Regions from separate parts of the Sus scrofa genome. Here region 2 is linked to region 1. Evidence: chromatin contacts called from public HiChIP or PLAC-seq data. All regions are on one chromosome and are shown on one strand. The core of a region is the stretch at or near the end of the contact, and the rest is flanking DNA. Distances in the headings are between cores, read along the strand shown.

The links. HiChIP or PLAC-seq counts read pairs in DNA pulled down with a chosen protein or histone mark.
Region 2: a contact with region 1 is called in an H3K27ac HiChIP or PLAC-seq map of skeletal muscle, with 10 times the contacts expected there. The contact joins two enhancer-like sites. A contact is called at or near these places in 7 of 47 Hi-C or Micro-C datasets (embryonic fibroblasts, epiblast stem cells, fetal skeletal muscle and 4 more) and 1 of 2 datasets of contacts at active chromatin or transcription factors (skeletal muscle).

Annotation. Positions count from the first base shown.
Region 1 is chr13:182,304,579-182,307,341 of Sscrofa11.1, reverse strand. No RefSeq gene overlaps it. Among named protein-coding and RNA genes, the nearest start is that of BTG3, 78 kb to the right of the region's middle. Within about 2 kb of position 1,326, at least 12 of the 83 cell types and tissues checked have an H3K27ac peak or open chromatin away from gene starts, as enhancers often do. A contact at or near this core is called in skeletal muscle, where this site is marked.
Region 2 is chr13:182,959,003-182,961,765 of Sscrofa11.1, reverse strand. All of the region lies in intron 7 of TMPRSS15 (transmembrane protease, serine 15), which reads left to right. Among named protein-coding and RNA genes, the nearest start is that of TMPRSS15, 27 kb to the left of the region's middle. Within about 2 kb of position 1,370, at least 2 of the 83 cell types and tissues checked have an H3K27ac peak or open chromatin away from gene starts, as enhancers often do. A contact at or near this core is called in skeletal muscle, where this site is marked.

The DNA.
Region 1 (2,763 bases), core at 77-2,576:
AAAACAACCTAAACGTCCATTGACAGATGGATAAAGAAGATATGGTACATGTATGCAATGAAATACTATTCACCCTTTAAAAAGAATGAAATAATACCACTTGCAGCAATATGAATGGACCTAGACATAATCATACTAAGTAAAGGAAATCAAAGACAAATAATATATGATATCACTTACATGTGGAATCTAAAAAAATGACAGAAATCAACATATCTATGAAATAAAAACAAACTCACAGATATAGAGAACAGACTTGTTATTGCCAAGGGTGGGGGCTGGGGAAGGGAAGGATTGGGAGTTTGGGATTAGCTGAGGCAAACTATTATACATAGGCTGGAGGAATAGAAGGTCCGACTGAGCATAACTGAGTTACTTTGCTGTACAGCATAAATTAACGCCACATTGTAAATCAACTATACTTCAATAAAAAAAAAAAAAAAAGTTTATCTCAGAGAGGACACTCTGCATTCAAGACTGCTAATCTGAAAATAAAATTAGTGACAGCTTACTCATCTTTTTGTTTCCATTTATTTTTCACATGAATATTTCAGCTTTACCTAACAATTTTACTTCTGACTAATTTGAACATATGTGCATTGCTTTAGTATTTGACTTAAAGAGGATTTTTCTGGTAAAAATAATGCAAAGTCACGTTTTGTTTTCAGAATATTTATTTCTCCTGAGATTCTGAGAGATGTGCATAGATTTAAAGGGATAACTTAAAATTTAGACTTACTCTCGGGCCTAAGAAGTATCATTTAAGAATAGAGCTATTGTCCTAAAAATAACACTCTAATATAATATCCCAATGTTGTCCAGTTGCCATATCTTGATTCACTGAAAGATTTATAGTTGTCTCCTTTACTCTGCTTGAAGTTGCTAAGCAGAAGCAGTAGAGAAATTCAGCAGTAAACATACTTTTGTAGGATTCTTCATTCCTGATTTAGCTAATGCCCAACTCTCAAAATAGAAAACAACAAGCCCCTCGGGTTTTACTTGCAAATAAACTTAAATGCTGAGTTCACCAACTCCTGAAATTCAGATGTGCCTTCCTGACTCCTCCGTCACATCTGCCACAACTGCTGGAAAAGCCACCCCCATGGACCTGCGTGCTTAAACTCTTCCTTTAAGCAGAATTTTATTTTTCCCTGGCTTTCTTCTTTCCACAAAATAATGGAACAGTTGCCAAACTCCACTCCTCTTCTGCTCCACAAATGTTTCTACCATGGAGGTAGAAATTTTCCTCCTTGATGAGTTCATGTTGGCCGTATATATTCAGGAAGGAGGAACAACTCTCTTCCCAAAGAGCAGATGAATAATTGCTTAGTTAGAAGAATGTTCCAGGCCAGAGGAAGGGAGTAGTCAGCTCCTTCCTCAGAATCACATCCCTTGCCAAAGAACAATTGGAGGCTGCCCCCTGATTTTCCACACTTCAGATTCAGAGGGAAGGATGTCCTGATTTGTTAAGATAAACCAGAGAAAAAAAGAAAAATAAAGGAGCAGCAGGTGTGGCCTAATTCACTGCGCCTGAGCTTCTGACAAAGAAGCAAAACCCCCCTATACCAGCATGTAAGGACAGAGCTCAACTGCAGCAGAAATTTGAAACTGAAAGCCAAGTTACCAGCCCTGACTTTGGAATTGCCTTAAGCCAATTTGCAAAGAAAATCAGTGCAGGCCAGGGCTTGATGGGGTGTCTGAGGACTTGATGTCTCCCTTCTTTGGCTTTTCCCCAACGGGTGTTGATAAATAGAGATGATATGACCTAAGCCAGAATTCTCAGGAGATTCAAAAAGAAATGGTCCTGTGGAGCAAAACTAAGCTTATGTATTTTTTTTTTCCTTTTTAGTATCACCGTATGGAAGTTCCCGGGCTAGGGGTCAAATGAGAGTTGCAGCCACACCAATGTGGATCCAAGCTGTGTGTGCAACCTACACCACAGCTCACAGCAAGGCCGGATCCTTAAACCACTAAGCAAAGCCAGGGATTGAACCCATGTCCTCATGGACACTGTGTCAGGTTCTTAACCTGCTGAGCCACAACAGAAACTCCTTGTCTTTTTAAAAATGCTTTCACTGTCAGTAAACTTCAGTGTGGTGAGTAGAGCAGTAGCAAATCAAACTACTTTGTCCCCATGAAGAATGAGCAGAGAGGATGTAAAAGAGCCAAAAGCATCTGATGTGAAAGCCACATCAGATTTTCAGTCCTTCCACAGGGGCAAATGTTGGCTCCTTGTTACAGGTATCATAACCAAAGCTCGGAAGTGTTACATTGCTAGCTCTGGGTCAAACAGCTAATAAAAGAGAGAGCCTGAATTTAAACCCAGCACAGCCAAACTTCAAACCTGGGGTCAGTCTTTTGTCCTAGTGATTCCCAAATGCTGGTCCCTGAGCTGATGCTAGCCCGAAGCTGAGAAGACCCACCTGGGCAGCATGGTCAAAATGCCTGGCCCACAGGCTCTAGAAGATCTAATTCAATAGGTCTGGAATGAGACTTAAGAACCTGTGTTTTTAAAAAATGTCCTTGACATTTTTTTCATAGCAAAACCTGGGAACCATTTCAGTATATACTCTTCTAAGCATTTTTTTTCCCCCAGCAGTTAATTAATTGATTAGTGAAAATCTTAGCTCAACTCCCAAATCAAAGTATAACACACCTGTCACTCAGAGAATGTAGCTGATATTTCTATGAACTGTGAAATATATTTTCAAAATATTTGAAGTTCCAGTGGTCCTTTAGAAAACGTCCTTGACCCTGGACTTA
Region 2 (2,763 bases), core at 121-2,620, 650 kb before region 1:
ACAGCTTCCTTTTTTAGTCTTTAGTTATTTAGGTTTGCACAACTTATAGCTGACTATAGCGGAACCAAGATTTCTTTAAACTGTTTTTCTCTTCTGATAGAATTGCATCAGCAAAAAAGTTCACTTTTTAGCTGACCTGTGAGAAGAAAAAATGCTGACTCACAGACTTTAGGCCAATGTTCAGACCTATTTGGAGGTTGGCAAGTGTCTCCATAGATTGTCTGCGTGCCTCAAATGTATGTGTACAACAGACCTGGGTGGATAGTCAGAGATTGTGTGTGAGTTCTGTGTCCTGGAGAATTCAAAGCTCTGACCAAACATGCAACCAGTAAATGTTTAGCCAGCAGAGGGCGCTCTCAGTGGGTCCTAAGAACATCAATGTGAAATTACCATTACAGGCAATTTCTGGCAGTGCAATAGAATAGCTGATATTATTTGACAGCTCATTTATCCCTTTCTCTGATGCTACATTGAAAAGCACTTTCTAATCTAACAAATTATAATCCTGAACCCCCAGTAATCCTACTTAGCCATGGCTAGGTTATATCTGTTTTTCTCAAAGTCTATCCTGCTTCGTTGTCTTATGTAAAATTAGGTTCTTCAGAAACACCCTGAAATTAAATGAAGGTATGAAAAAATCCCCTAGCACAAGCCTGTATCTTGGAAATTATAACAAGCTAAATGCCTATCAACGGATGAATGGATTAAGATGTGGTACATGTACAGTGGAATAGTACTCAGCCATAAGAAATATAATAATGGCATTTGCAGCAACATGGATGCAACTAGAGATTCTCATACTAAGTGAAGTCAGAAAGAGAAAAACAAATACCATATGGCATCACTTACATGTGGAATCTAAAACCGATCTTGCTTTTTTTCCCCTTTTCACTCTCTTTTTTTGGCTTCCTCCTGTTTGTTGTGAAGTGCTAGTCCAAACATAATTTATATTCTAATTTCAAAAACCCTGAACACGATGAAATTCTTTTTTTTTAATTTCCTGTTTCTTCATTCATTTACAATCTCTCTCTCTCTCTCTCTCTCTCTCTCTCTCTTTCTCTCTCACAAACACACACAGCCTGCTTTTCAGCTCAAAGAGTGGGTGATATCATTATGATAGCTCTATATATTGCAGTATTAGGTTAATATTAGGTATTAGATAAGACTACTTGCTTCAAATCATCACTTATAAGTTGGGAGAGCTTATTTTAGTTACTTAACCCCTCTGTACTCTCAGTTTCCCCACTGGAAACTTCATAATTTTGTGGTGAAAAGGACATGAATACATATAAATGACCTTAGAGCAGTGCTGGCACACAATAAATGCTCCACTGATGCTAGCAGGTGTATTTTAGGGCTGGTAGGATTGATTGCCCTTCCTCAGCGGGTTCCTAAATGGCATAGTTTAAATATAGACTATTTACCCTAGCAGTGGACATTCTTGCCCTGCCTGTAATCTTGGAATCCACATATTTCTTGACAAATTGTGATTAAAAACTTCATATATCACTTAAAATACAAAGCAGACACAATTCTTTTATGGTTATTGAAGCTAAGGAATTCATTTATTTTCTGTGGTTTGTGATGTGCAGAGAGTTGAGAGTAAAGAAGGAGTTTTTGGTTTTGGGTTTTTTGTTTTTTTTTTTTTACAACTAGAAAATGATTTAGCTCTGCATTAACATGTTTTACTATTTATCTTCAAATCATACAAATTAGCTTTAATTGTCCTTTTTGCTCAAGTATTAAAAGTGATGCATTTCTCCCAACAAGCCACAATTTTTTCTTTCATTTCCTGAAGTCTGTGATATTGTGTTATTATCTTTTCTGTCCTTAGTTTGTTCTTTTCTATTTGTCCCCCTCTGGGAATCAGCCTCTAATAGTCCAACACAAATTCAATGCAGTTAATTCCTAGGGCATAATCCAATGCATTTCATTCCTATGCCATTGTACTTAAATAGACTTTGAATCTTGAAATGTATTTACCTTTTTTTAACAACTTTATCTTATATGCCTTTTAAAAATATATACCAAAAGTAGCAAAAAAACAGCCAAAATGTGAGATATTTTTAAGCAAGATTTCTACGTGCTTTTCAATTTCTTTCTGCTGTTCATCATATGAAATATTTGATGTCATATAATAGCTTATATTTTATAATGTGACAGAATCACTGTATAATGTTACAATGAGGTTTTCCTTCTATCAGTGTAGGATTAGATTATTCTAGCACTCAGATTCCAAGAGCAGCAATTTGACTTTGATAAATTTCCTCTGGCATATGAGGAGTTAACAATGTATCAAGAGAAAAAGGACGTATTCCATGAGTCATTGCTTTAGAATACGCTATTAACAGAAATAACATCATAGAAAATAACTTAGGGAAAACTAAGTATTATGAAAATTGAATAAATTTTATTTTTAATACATACTATATTTGGCAAATATAAGATAAAAAGCTATAGGTTATACCTCCTGGTTCATGCTTGCAAGAAGATTTTACTCTAATTCGAAGTGACCCAGATATAAATTAAGATGACTAATAATGGATGACATTAAAGAGAAGTACATGAACTAAATGTGCTATAAGATTTAAAAGAGAAAATGAATTGTTATGGGAAGGAAAAATATATTCGGGATTAGTGAATGAAAATACTGAGCTAAATTGTGAGTCTATGCAAAAAGGAGCAAAAGTAATGAAGTTTAAAAGCTGTGTTCAGGCCGTTTATACCCATATGTATCATTTGCCTGGCTGTATTCTGAACATT